Linked DNA regions of Sus scrofa: region 1 is linked to region 2. A link is a contact called in public HiChIP or PLAC-seq data. All regions are on one chromosome and are shown on one strand. The core of a region is the stretch at or near the end of the contact, and the rest is flanking DNA. Distances in the headings are between cores, read along the strand shown.

Evidence for each region. HiChIP or PLAC-seq counts read pairs in DNA pulled down with a chosen protein or histone mark.
Region 1: a contact with region 2 is called in an H3K27ac HiChIP or PLAC-seq map of alveolar macrophages. The contact joins two enhancer-like sites. A contact is called at or near these places in 1 of 47 Hi-C or Micro-C datasets (embryonic fibroblasts) and 2 of 2 datasets of contacts at active chromatin or transcription factors (alveolar macrophages and skeletal muscle).

What each region holds. Positions count from the first base shown.
Region 1 is chr15:127,846,736-127,854,208 of Sscrofa11.1, reverse strand. No RefSeq gene overlaps it. Among named protein-coding and RNA genes, the nearest start is that of IRS1, 460 kb to the left of the region's middle. Within about 2 kb of position 1,683, at least 5 of the 83 cell types and tissues checked have an H3K27ac peak or open chromatin away from gene starts, as enhancers often do. A contact at or near this core is called in alveolar macrophages, where this site is marked.
Region 2 is chr15:127,638,574-127,645,223 of Sscrofa11.1, reverse strand. No RefSeq gene overlaps it. Among named protein-coding and RNA genes, the nearest start is that of NYAP2, 610 kb to the right of the region's middle. Within about 2 kb of position 3,648, at least 1 of the 83 cell types and tissues checked has an H3K27ac peak or open chromatin away from gene starts, as enhancers often do. A contact at or near this core is called in alveolar macrophages, where this site is marked.

The sequences.
Region 1 (7,473 bases), core at 434-2,933, 210 kb before region 2:
GAGGGCTAAATATATGAGCAATTGAGTTCACATTGCTATCTTTGAACCAGATATATTTTTATTTTTAATTAAAATAAGATTTTAAAATTTGAACAATTTGTAGGGAAATCCTTAACATTTTAACTTATTGCTTAAAGAGGAGAAAAAAAATGAGTGCTTTGAATTCTCTCATTTTATCTCAATGTTGGTATTTAAAAACAATTACTCATTAATCATATGAATATAAATGTTTTGTTCTCAATATTTTTTTTCTGCCAAAGGAACTTGAATTCAATTATCTGTTTCCATTGTTAAAAAATAAGCAGTTTTTAAAAGAAGCAAAGTAAATATTCTACTGAATGGGGGGTTTTTGTATTCAGTTCACCTTGCTGGAACAAATAGAATTATACATTATAGCTTGCAAATGAAGGATAAAGAAGATGGCATATAAATTCACATTCAGGCATACACTTACAGCGGCTATAAAACTACAAATCAAACAGGCACATTCAGTATTTATTAGTGATTTTATATTGGATTCTTCAGTCTCTATTGAAAGGCATAGTCAAAGAGTTGCAAATTAATAGATATTCTGCACTTGGAATTCATGTTTCTTTTCCTTATATTTCATGGAGACCAGGAAACTCTGAGTTGTGTTTTTTTAATCCCTGCTTCAAAAGCCTTCCTAAGGAGAGAGTAAGAGTATACAGAGTTTTGAATAGATTTCCCTGTGCTATACAGTATCCTGTTACTTATCTATTTTATACAGATAAGTATATATATATATATATATATATATGTGCATATATGTATATACATATATAGTAGATCTATATAGTGTATAGGTATATTTGTATATCTATTTAATATGGCTAAGATAGTGTGTGTGTATATATATATATTAATCCAAACCTCCTAATTTATCCCTCCCCCCCACTATTCCCCCTTGGTAACATACACTTGAAACTTACACAACATTGTAAATCAACTATACTCTAATACAGTATTTTAAAAATCAAAGAAAATAAAAATAAAAATGTATAGAGTCCTTGGGAGTGTGGGCTAAATAAGATTGAAAAATAGCGAGAAATCAAGGTGTAGGCTGAGCATTCACCTCTGTAAGCTCCCCTGCTCCCCAAGTCCATCTAGATCTCTACATCTGAGCCTCTTTGATGGCACCACTGCCGCCGCTGGACATGCCCACAGACCTCCAGAGAGGACACTGTGGATTCTGCTCCCTAGAGCCTTCATTGGAAAACAAGCTGAAAACACAATGGGCAATCTTTAAATTCCACTCCAAATAATGATATTTACACAGTAGAGATAGAGTAGTCAACGGGGTGGGGCTGAAGTCTTGAATTAGCCACATCGATCTAGGCAAGTGATGGATACGTTTCCCACTGCAGGGAAGAGGCACGCAAAGTAAAGAGCTTTATCTTCTATTTAAAAACTCTATGGACAAATCCATCAGGCTACTTGACAAGTAAATTAAGCAGGGTTCCAGCTTTCAAGGAGCCCAACTCATATTTGTAGCAGGCAGCAACAAATCACAGTCCTGTCCATCCACTGGGCTTCCCCTTTAGGAGCTTAACTGGCTCCAAAACCACCCTCAGAATTTATGCGTCTCGGTCTTCCTTACAGTCAGAGCCAAGTCACTGAGAGCCACCCACAGCTGCTGCTGTTTCTCCTGGATGTGGCTATTCCTGGAACAGGCTGGCTTTTCTTCTTGCACAACCCACCCAAAGGGTAACTCATTTCTTCTCTGGGCTTGGGGAAAGCTGCGGCAGTTACAAGTCACATTTCAGTTCCTGATGGACTGTGACATTGAAGTTAGTGAGTTCCATTTGAGGACAGAGACTCCCAATGCTTTTCACTTACTATCACTCTGATTGAAGAAGAAGGCAAAGCCTCAGTCTAAAAAAAAAAAAAAAAAAAAGGAAAGAAAAATAGAATGACAGAGGTCACTTTCCTGAAGAGTGACACTCTGTAGGGTGTGCAAGAAGGAACTAAATAAACTAGTTGTGTCAGATATTTATTAAGCATGAAGTGTACTTAGGAGTCTGAGACACAAGGATGAATGGCAAATAATATGTCCAAGGCCTTGTCCATAGTGATTAACACCCTCACACACCATATGGGTGTCTTGTAAGTACTAATGCTGAATTAGCTTGCAAACCAAGGGCCACATGCTCATCTCTGCAGAGAAATACACATGAAGGCCATCACATATGTCTTCCCAGCCCCCTCCTCTTCATCATTGTGGCTACTGTCTCTTTGGTGCCTTCCATGAGCCTAGGCCTAAACGAAATATCTTGGCCTCATTTAAGCCTTGTGCAACTTTGTTGGTTATTTATTCTTGATCTGACATCACAGGAGTTGAGGTTGATGCTCAGGAGGTTTTATCCATTCCTTCTGTTTTTAGCTGATATGGAGCATCAGCTCTGTGTCAGATGCTGCTCTGGGGTCTTGCCCGAGAGATCTGGGGCCTCCGAAATCTCTCAGCCACCAAGCTATGCCTCTAGTCGCATCACCTCCTCCTGGTAGGTGTGCCCCATCTCAAACCCAGAGATAACTCTAAACCCAGACATAAGATGGGACCTACGCCACTGGCATAGTGGGCCCCCAATTAAACAGAACACAATTCATCTTGATTGAGCCTGTGTAGCTATGGAAGGGGAGTATTATATGCCCATAAAAAGGGCAGAAACAGAAATGGCTCCCTGGGCAACTCTCAATTTTCATAACATTTGAATAACCCAGATTCTACATCCCCTGAGCATTTTGGCTAAAGACAGCTCTTTATATACATGTCATGTTCTTCTGAGCTTGTTAGCATAAGCTCATTGCTACCTCTTCTGACAGAATTTCCCTGACCATTCTAGTAAAAGTAACATTGTTACAGGCATAGAGTTACAGGTATATAGGACAAGTTTATACCTATAGATTTTATTTTAAGTAGTAATTATTCTCAGTTATTTGCTTACTTGGTGTTTTGTGTCTCTCCTGCTTGACAGTACATGTGTGATTTGTTCCCCATTGTCACTCTTAGTCTAGGCTCAGTGCATAACACAGTGTGAATGCTCATTAGATATGGTCTTGAATAAATAGATATTTTATCCGCAGGTAAAGGGCCAGTCAACGTGACCATTTAATGAACACACAGGAGGGTAGAGCAAGTGTTAGACTTGTCTGAAAATCTGTCCTAATGTAGTTTGGAAAGAAACTGGGCTTTCTATATTACCAACATGCTTTCTTCATTATCATAGACAATGGAGGCTGCTGTGAAAGGCGGCTTGTGAAAAGAATGCATATGTCAAGTTCTAAAATATGCAGTGCCACAAATCATGAGGATTGACACATAGACAAAAATCTATGTAAATGAATCACTGATCAAAGATAAACTTGTTAGGAAAGCAGACTTTCTGTGACACCAATCTATACATTTCTTAGGTTTTCACTGCATTATTCATTTATAGGAAGTGTTCATGGGTCTTGGCATTTACTTTTAAGAAGAGTGTATAATAAATAGACTTTGGAAATGTCTTCTCAAATGTACTCTTCTCTAAGGGCAGGATTTAGAACATTTGAGGATAAGACAATTTGGCATACATTATTTTAAACAAATGGGTCCTGGAATGGAACAGTTGGGTTTAAAATTCAGGTGCTATGTGTTTTCTAATCTCGCTAAGCCTCAGTTTTCTCAAGAGTAAAATTGGGAGGATAATATGATAATTGCATTTATCGTATGTGTGTGTGTGTGTGTGTGTGTGTGTGTGTTTGTATCTAGAAGAAAGAGCAAGAAAGAGAGAGAATGTAAAAGTACTTTGCACAGTGTTTGGTACATTATTTATTCTTGACTAAAGTTGACTAACACACTTGTACTTAGGTTTCATTATATTAAATGGTTTTCTAAAGATTGCTAAAACATCTACTTGTATGAACATATTTCCCTTCCATTTATATTTCACTTTTCTCCTCGCCCCTATTTTCCCCCAAAATGCAATCACTGCTTGACTTTTTAGGAGAAGGCAGGACACTGTCTCAGAAAAGTTGAAGATAAAGCATATAGCTTCAAAGGGCATGTATGTGCTGGCAGTGGGGCGTGGACGAGTGATCCACTTAGGAAGTGATCTCATCCCATGAAATCATTGTCATCTTTTAGATTAGTCGTCATCTGGGGAAGCACAGACTCCAGCCACCAGCGGGGATTGCATATTCAATTGACTGATGACAGTAATAGTCATGATTCTTCAGCCATCCCTGTAATCATTCTCTTTGCTACATGACTACGGTGCCTCCCATGAAATAGGTGACTCCTGTTTCCCCACTCTCTTCATTCTGACTTGGCCATGCATCTTGCTCTAGACATAAGAATGTTTGCATATATGACTTGTAGAAACTTGAAAAAACTCTTAGACATTTCTGGCCCTTTCGTCCTTCTGTCTTCTCATGAGAGCATGCCTGGACTGAGTTGAGACCTTTGAAGTAGCCTCCTCCTCAGCCAAAGCCATCCTGGAGCAGCCGCTGAGCATCCAGTTATCCCCCAGACATGTCGGGAGGTCCAGCTAAGACCAGGCGCATGGGCATCCTAGTCCAGTGTAAATCACTTGACTGAAGATTCATGAGCCAAATAAATAGTCATTGTTTTAGGTCACTGAAAGTTGAGACAGTTTGTGACTCGGCATTACTGTGGAAGTATATGACTGATATTGAATAGGAGAGGAATAGTCCCATGGAACCCTGTGTAGGATCTTTCTAACGTCATGTCATACTTAAATGGCTCTAAGTTAAGCCCTACCTCGCTCATCAACCACATCCCTTTCTCTCCCTATACCCAAACACTATGCTTCTCTCAAAATTGTGTTCATATATCTGAACATAACATATTACATCAGTCTTAGACCTGAGGTTTTGCTGCCTGGAAAGTCTCCTTCCACTCCTGGTGAATTAAATTTCAACTTGTCCCTTTGTTCTTCTTCTTTTTTTTTAATGGCTTCATCCATGGCATATGGAAGTTTCCAGGTCAAGGAGAGAGTCTAAGCCACAGCTGCAACAATGCTAGATCTTTTAACCCATTGCACAAGGCCCAGGTTAGAACCCACACCTCTGCAGTGACTGAGCCACTGCAGTTGGATTTTTAACCCACTGTGCCACAGCAGGAACTCCCCCTTGGTTCTTATTTTAGGAATCTTTTCTTTTTTTGAAAGCCTATTTAGTCCCACTAGGAGAAGTCTAGATAACTCTCCTCTGGGTGCACATAGCACTTTGTGGTTTGATTTCATTTTCTTGGTTCTTATGTTGGTGTCATTGCCTGTTTCCTGGCTTTACTGGGATCCATGTTCTTAGGAGGCAAAAAACTTTTATCATTTGATGAACCATTGCCTTCTCAGTATGAAGCTCAGTGCCTGGCACACAGTATGATCTTGACTCATAGAAATAAACAAATAGATGTTGAATTCATGGGCAAATGGGGGAAGGATGATATTGTGAGGGCCCCATGCCTCAGGACAGAGGTATCAGTGGAGTTAACAAGAAGGAAAATGTCAGGCTTCTCTGCAAACTGGTAATATTCAAAGCACATAGCATAGCCTTCTGCCCTTTAGTCCTTTTATATAGGTTTCAAGTAAAGATCAAACATCATCGAGATTGCTGAAATAAAAGTAGAGTTCTTGGTTTGTAAGTAAATTACCTAAAAGCGTCGATCTGAATGGCATCGGCAAACTAGGTAGCATGGATTTGTCTTACTTTCTTCTCTAAGAAAATTAAAGAAAATAAAAAGAATAAGACCCTGTTTAGAATTTCTGTTATAAAGAGTCACTTCCAAATTTTGGACATTACTTTAGACTTTGAATGTACAGATTAAAATAAAAAAATATAGGAGCAAATTGAGAGACAATTTTTTTTTTTTTTGCAATAAAAAAATCTGTTTCTACGTTACCAAGAAAATTTGTGAGTCAGTGGCTTGGAAGTGTATAATGTTATGGTCATAGGATTTTAGATAAGGAGACATCTTCAGGATTATCTAACCCAGTGTGTCTTGCAAACAAGTGGAACACATATTTGATGTCCTATGTCTATCCTGGCTCACTTCTGCTACAGCAATTAGAATTCAGCTCTTTCAGGTTTTTCCTTTGACTTCCTACACATCTGTTTTCTTGAGAATTTAGACCATTACATTTTGAATTTGAACTCACTGGTAGAGCGTACCCTGTCTAACTTTACAAATAAAGAAAATAATTCCCAGAAATTGTGATGGCCCACGTTAACCCAAATGATAGGGAAAAAGGTAAAATCTAATTCTGAAAACTTGTGGCTCACTCAGTGCTTTTTTTCACTGCAATGCACTCTCTTTGACCCCTTCCCTCACACATTCCACTGGGTTGTGCAGAATCTGCATGGCTGGAATGAATACAAGTGGAAGAGGAAGTTAAATCCATCTAAACTTTAAAACGTAGGGGGGATTTAACATCCTTATGTCCTTTGGAATGCTATGGTGCATTCATGGTTCATGTAGTCAGCAAAGTAAAGGCCGGGCTTTAGCTGGTATTCAGCATAAAGCATGTTGTAACATTGACAGGCTATATTTATACAGCGGTGCTGAAAGATTAAAATAAATGTCTACCAATGTGGATCCTAACGAACGTATGCACTGCAGCTGATAGAGTTAACATCAGTTTTTGAGTTTGTAATTGTTTACCCATATGTTATGAATGGTTGTTTTTCCAAACTATAGTAATTTGGCACTTCATTCTATAGATTTTTTTGGGGGAAAAGGAGAAAATAATATGTTTAATATTGGTAGGTCTTGACTTATAGACCATATTAGTGAGGGAAAAAATAAAAAGTCCTGGCTTTCAATCAGCTCTTCAATCAGTTTTATGAGAATTTCATCTCAACAAGTCTTTCTAGGCAGCAGGTTTTGCTCCTCAAAGTGCAAAAGGAATAAATACCCCAGACCCTCTAATTTCTCACAAGGAGGCATGTCATGGGGCTGGTCTTTGAATCTGTAGCATAATGGGTTCCTTGTACTCAGATATGTGCCCACATTTCTCTTGTCCTTTCTGCCCAGAAAACCCCAATCTCCTGGCAACAGGGTTCAATCCCTGTTCCACTTTCTGCTCACAACTCCAAAGCCAATGACATGGTTTATACACATCTCTTAAGAAGAACTGGCCCCATGAGGAAGAACCCCCATCAGGTTCCGCTGGCATGAACCTCTCAGCACTAAAAAGGTGGGACAGTTATATCCAGTTTAGAACGCCTTCAGTTGAAGTCATTGACAAGGGAGCACATCTGGTGGTTATTTGGTGCAGCTCCAGTGGATCCTGCTCCCCACGACACACACTCTGCATTTCACAACCGTGCACAGGTCCTTTACTATCCTCTCCATGTCCCTGTCCTTGGGACCTTCTAGAACAGCTGGCAGCCTTCAGCATCCCTCCTTAGCCTTGAATCTTAAATATAATGATAAGGGACTGTTCTTCTTTCTAAGCA
Region 2 (6,650 bases), core at 2,399-4,898:
TATGCTATGCTTCAGCTTACCCATCTTACAACACAGAGTGCAAGCATATTAAAAGTAAAACAAACAAACAAAAACTATTAGAACATTTCACACATTACACACTACATGTACATTTGTAGATAGATGTACATGCCTTGTCTCTGGAGACTGGGAACAATCAGAGCGTTAGAAATTTGAAATCCTAGTTCTCCTTGGTGACAGTGCCAACCCTCTGCATTTCTCTCTGTAGTTTCTTTGTCCTTCCTTCTATTTTTAACTCCTTGAGTAACAGGTTTTTTTGTTTGTTTGGTTGGTTGGTTTTTTGGTTTTTGTTTTTGTGCTGGGTGCTGCACTCATCTTCTTATTTTATTTTTTTTTCTCCACTTTGAGGTTTGTCACATCTAAAGCCTTCTCTCTTGTCGTAGTATGGAGAAATGAATTCTTTCCCTGATAATCACCTCACACCATCCACAAAAATTTTAGATCCTTAGTACATTCTATTAGGGCAGGTTGTTCTGTAATGCAGCTTAGGATATTTTTCGCAGAAATAATTACAATTAAATAAAATGTTGGAACTTGACAAAGTCACATTCAGGTACTTGAAAAATCCAATTTTGATTCTAGGTCAGGACAGAGAGATAATACTGTGATTGAATTAAAATGTCTATAGTTGATTTAGAAATAATGAGATTTTAAAAAATACAATTGGAAAATAGAGATATATATTCAAGAAGTAAAAGTCAAGAGAGGATTGAGAGATGACAGGAGACAGCAAATTCTTAGTTGAGCCAATTAAGACTTGAGTTTGTGGCGAGGTGGCCATTCCTTAACATTCTGGAAAGAATACCTTGGACAGCGAATATCAGTGTCGGACAGGCACTTCATCATCAGCAAGAGAGCCAGCTGGAAGGATTTCAGAGAAATCTTGGGAAAGCTGGGATGGTTTATGATACCTCCAAAGAAATTGAGAACGTTGCACTTGGTATTTTAGGCTGGCCTGGTTTTTAAGTTGTACTTTTCCCATCATTTACAAATGACCTTTTCTAAGTCACTTGTTTATTTAAGTAAATAAATACTCAAACAAAAATGAACAATACAAATCTTTATGTACTTTTTCTTTGGCTATGGATCTAGAAAAGAGTTTGATTCTTTATGTATTGTCTTTGGTAGCTATATGTGCTAGAATTTTTTTTGCAGTTAATTGTGTTCTACAAACTCATGACAATGTAATAAGAAAACTCCAATGAATTGTGTATATATTGAAAATAACTCAGAAAACATGTAGAAGATGCTCTTTGCCCAAGTCAAAGCCATTATTCTCTTTTCCCCTGATCTCAATTTATTTTGAGCATCCACTCTTCCTTCATTTGATTCAGTACCTGGCTTTAAAAGTAGATCCTGATTGGTCCAAGACTGTTATTCCAACTGCGGGTGCCAACCACTTGAAAAAAATAAGTCAAATTTCTGGGTCACATTGTTCTTTTAAAATGACACAGAATAGGAAATAGCAGAGTGTTTCATTTAGATTAGGGCCAGGGTAAGAAAAATTTCATAAACTATTACTTTAAACAATTAGGTGTATCTATGTTTGCCTTGATGTAAAACAATTTTTTTTATTGTGAGTCACAGTCAAATAGTTTTAAAACCATTGGAGTGAACTATTATCATGGCTCTGTGTTTGGTTTATTTGATGATAGGCCCCAGAGTTTTGAACAAGGCCTATACAGGGAAGTTGCTAAGTATTGTCCAGAAAAGTTTGCTAATGGATTATAGAAATCACAGAGTAAGAGATGACTCTCCTTCTTTCACTGTATGTGTTCTTGTGTGAAGAAGAAAACCTGGAATTGTTGCAGCATCTTGCAAACACAAGATGACCTGGCTTGTGGAAGAGCCAACCTCTTGAGTAGGACAAAAATGAAACATAATATGAACCTGGCTTCATTGTCATGTTGTTGAGCTGGCCAGTGCATTCTGATGCCTTCTTACCTCTAAAATTCTCTTTGTAAAATAATCCAGTTTTGTAACTATTTAAGCTATTGGGCTTCAGGGTTTCAATTTTCTTGATCTGAATGAATCTAAGGTGACACAAGTACCATCTTACATTTAGGTGCAACCATTGAAACCAAGACTAGTTTATTCAGTAAATTATGTTTTAATTATTATGTGTGAGTTCTAAGTGTGGGAATGTAGCTGTGAAGAAGATCAATGAGGTGCTTGCTTTGATGTGTGTATTTAAGCGGTGTAGGCAAGTAATGAATAATGAAACAAATAAACACATTTACATTATGATTAATCCTCTAAAGGAAATAAATAGAATGACACAATAGAGTGATTTGTTTGGTATTCAAAGTGCTTCTTTGAACAAGATGATAATCTTTCTAAGGAGGAAGAGGTGTTAGAGCTGAGACTTGAAAGAGAAAGTGAAGAATCATGGGAAGAGTGAATGAAAAACCCTTCCTAAAAGAAGAACTATGCACAGTATAAACTGTACTGCTGGGAGAGTGTGCTCACAGACTTTTTCCATTTTTATACATTCAGTTCTGGGAAGTTTGCAATGTTGGTAAGCCTTTCTACTGATCCCTTGCTAAGAACTCTAATATCTCCTGGAATGTACACTTCCAGATACTAGAATTACTAAATTATCCATCACTAGACTGATTATCCCTTACTTTACTGGATTATCCCCATTAGATCTGAGTCCCACAGTTCTAATAAGGGATAATCCGGTAAAGTGTTGCTCAGTGTCAGTTCACTAAATAAATGAATGAATGGAAACTCCTAGGGACAGTATCCATGGGATAATGACTAATGGCTTGTGGGAAATTCAAAGTCCCTGAGGTTTATTCAGGTTATCCTGATCCACTGTTAAGAGAGTATGCCATCTAACCGCACCCAAGGAACCATAGATATTGTCATGCTATGTTTATGTTAATGATTCTCACTTTAGGTGCATTATCGCATAGAAAAATAATTTGGCAAAACCCATACCAAAGGTTAATGATAAATATCATGGGGCAAGGGAGGTTTTTGATGATCCATGTGAATTAAATTTTATTTTGCTCCATTTCTGATTTTATATATTTTACATATATATTAAAGTTTAAAAGATGTCACTTCTGTGTTAGAAAAGTATCTGTTCATTGAGGGTTAATTCCTGATAACTACTTCTGGAAAACCTCTCCTGATCCCCACTTCTTTTCTCTCATTCTAATAATCGATCACTCTTAGGAGTTCTAGTTGTACACATAATGTGCAATCCCAAGATTACAGTGACTAAGTTTATTGGAGCCTTATATTGGCTCGTGTCCCTCACTAAATTATAAAACCTTTCAATCTAAGATGTAGGTTTTATTGTATTTTCACCCCAGTGTGTACCATAGGGCTAAGATACACTGAAGTTTCAATAAATCAAAATGAAAAAAAAAAAGAATGAAAATCAAATTCCCCGTAGAATCAAAATGTTTTATTTTGATGATATTCACTCAACCTTACTATGTGCACTATTCTTTCTTATCTCCATTATTGCAACAATTGTCTGCCTCTTTTCCCAACCTTCAGCCTAACTATCATTTGTAACTCTTTACTATTATCGTGTGATATAGGAGGGCTTTAGAGTTGGAGCTTTGAATTTTAGCTGTAACATTTACTGACCATGTGATCATCAGCAAATCCCCTAACCTCTCTGAGTCAGAAGATCATGACTTAAGAGGAAATGATAAAACCTAAATACTCATCAAAGTGAAAGACAAGTCACTATAGGCTATGTGACCAGACTATTGCATTTCTTACTCTAAATACTTTATAATTCTCTTTGATACCTATTTTTTCTATCACTCTCAATTTTCTATCTCAAAACTCATGATAAAACTTTGAAAGTCCTCTGTTTCAATTCTCACTTGAGTGACAGCTTTCCTCATAAGAAGCTCTGTCCTTCAGTTCTGCCTGAAATCAAATGGATAAATATATCTAATTTGGGGACTTAATTGGCAGGCCCACCTGAGCAATAGATCAAAGCTATTGTTCTCCAATCTGATCTTTATAAGCAATGAAAGTGATTTTTGGTCACTTTGAAAATTTTTCAACTTTTTCAGATGTGAGGTGGGGAAAAGTATTAGTATTTTTAAAAAATGTCTTGAAGACTCCATTAAAAGCAGTCATTTACAGTGTGTTTACTATTTACCTGGGGTGATGACACTTGTTTTAGGTACATTATTTTCCCATAGATAATAATTACCTGTAGCACTGTTTAAGTAGACAAATTCCCTTGTCCCAATTCAGACCTATGGATCTGATGTTCTGGTAGATGTCCGATAGTTTGTTACTATTACTATAACATATACTTTAGGGGAACTTTATTTTTGAGGCAGATTGGAAAGCACTGAATTACCATATTTAAAATGCAAACCAAAATGTACCCAAGGGAGTTTCCTACAAAGAAAAATGATGGAAAATGTCAAGACCTGTGAAAGGTCTCAGATTTTATCCTACTTGCCAACTAAAAACCCTCACCACTTGCAAATTTCTTGGATGCTGGCAGAAAACACAAGACTGCAGTGTTTATTAATGCACAGCAATAGCAGTAGCAAAAGCATCAGAATCTTATTCCATTGGATCCTCAGATTTCAATTTGCATGGATACAAAGAGAGCTATGTGGTGCCTGCACAGGTAGTGGTTTATGTTACAGAAGAACTCTGAGCTTGCTCCAGGAGACATCACCTCTGTCTTCCTAGGCTGTCTGCTCTACACACACCATTGAGGATTGTCTGGAACAAAACCCATAAAAGCTTCTGCTCTTAAGATGTGTAGAAACACAAGACACCCATAGAGAACTGTCTCCCAACAATCTGGACTATGATCTTTCAAACAAGAATAGCTTAAATAAAAGTTTCAAGAGAGGCAAGAATGGAAAATATAGTGATAACAGAATCAAATGCTTGAGCTTTGCAGGAGGCTGGAATAGATAGGAAACATATTTAAATTCAGAAATTGAATAATTTATATACAGAGCTTTTGATGACTGAATTTGGCTCCTACTGCTATGGCTTCCAACCAAACAAAGGCTACCATGGAAATAAGGCCAAGGCTGCTCCCTTCAAAGTCCATGACCAGAAGTGGGTACCTCTGCTCAGGTTTGAGAGACATGGAGAGCTGCCGCAATTTCTTGGTAGCTCAGTACATCATCTGCAACATTCTTGGAGCTAAATTGTTGAATGCAAATTTCAGAAATAAAATGATAAATAGTGGGGTGAAATCAGAATCTAAGACCAAAAAAATAGTAATGTGTAATTGCAAAGTTGAGCAAATTAAATGTATGAACTGTTATAAAATAATAATTTTTAATTTTGTCTTTTTTTAGGGCCGCACCTATGGCATATGCAGGTTCCCAGGCTAGGCGTCGATTCAGAGCTGTAGCTGCCAGTCTGCACCACAGCAACAGCAGTGCCAGATCTGAGCCTCATTCATGGCAACACAGGATCCTTAACCCAACTGAGCAAGGCCAGGGATTGAACCTGCATCCTCATTGATGCTAGTCAAATTCGTTTCCTTTGAGCTACGGTGGGAACTCCAATAATTTTTTTTTTTTTTAATACCACAACTGCTGCATATGGAAGTTCCCAAGCTAGAAGTCAAAGCAGAGCTTCAGCTGCAGGCCTACACCCACAGCCATGGTGACACCAGATCTGAGCACACCTATGACCTATGCCACAGCTCGTGGCAACACCAGATCCTTAACCCACTGAGCAAGGCCAGGGATAGAACCCTCATCCTCATGGAGACAGTGTCAGGTTCTTAACCCATTGAGCCACTATGGGAACTTCTAGAAAATAATAATCTTTAAATAACTCCACAAAAATAAGCAGAAGCCTGGGTCTTTTGATATTTCATTTAATTTTTTGCTGGAGAACAATAGTACAGATAAATTAACCTTTTTATGCAAAACTCTCTGAAGTTTCTTACTTAGAAACCTAAATATTTTCAATTTTGTTTCATTGGTAAGTTTCTTTTTCATCTCTGTTTACTTCACATTTTCTTATCTTGCCACTACTCTGTGCCAAAAGTATTGCACATATGCATTAATACATACCATCTGGAACATCCTTCTTAAGAAGAGAAAGAATAATGTGAAGGCTGATGGATTCAATACATCCCCCATCTGACATCTATAACCCCCTCTCCCTCCAGTGCGACTTGTGGGCTATAGCAGGTCTCCTTAGATTTGATCTGAGGACCATTCATGCTCTTCCTTTTTCACAATGAAGGGGCTACTCAGGCTCAGAAAGGTTTCCTGGATATTTCAGGAAGTGGTGAGATTTCCAGCAGACCTTTGAAGTTAAGTAGCTCCAGAACCAAGGGAAAGTTTTATCACCATCCATGACAGGGGAAAGACGATAGAATAGTAAAGAGACACAGCTCAGCCACAAGGAAGTGATGTTGACTAAATTTCTCTACCACTAGAAAAGGCTTCAATACAGTTGGATGTATCCCATGAAGTCTATAATATCCCAGTACAGATACAAACACAACATTTTAATTATTTAATTATATATATATATATATATATATTGCCTTTTAGGGCCACATTCATGGCATATGGAGTTCCCAGGCTAAGGGTCAAATTGGAGCTGCAGCTGCTGCCTATGCCACAGCCACAGCAATGCAGGATCCCAGC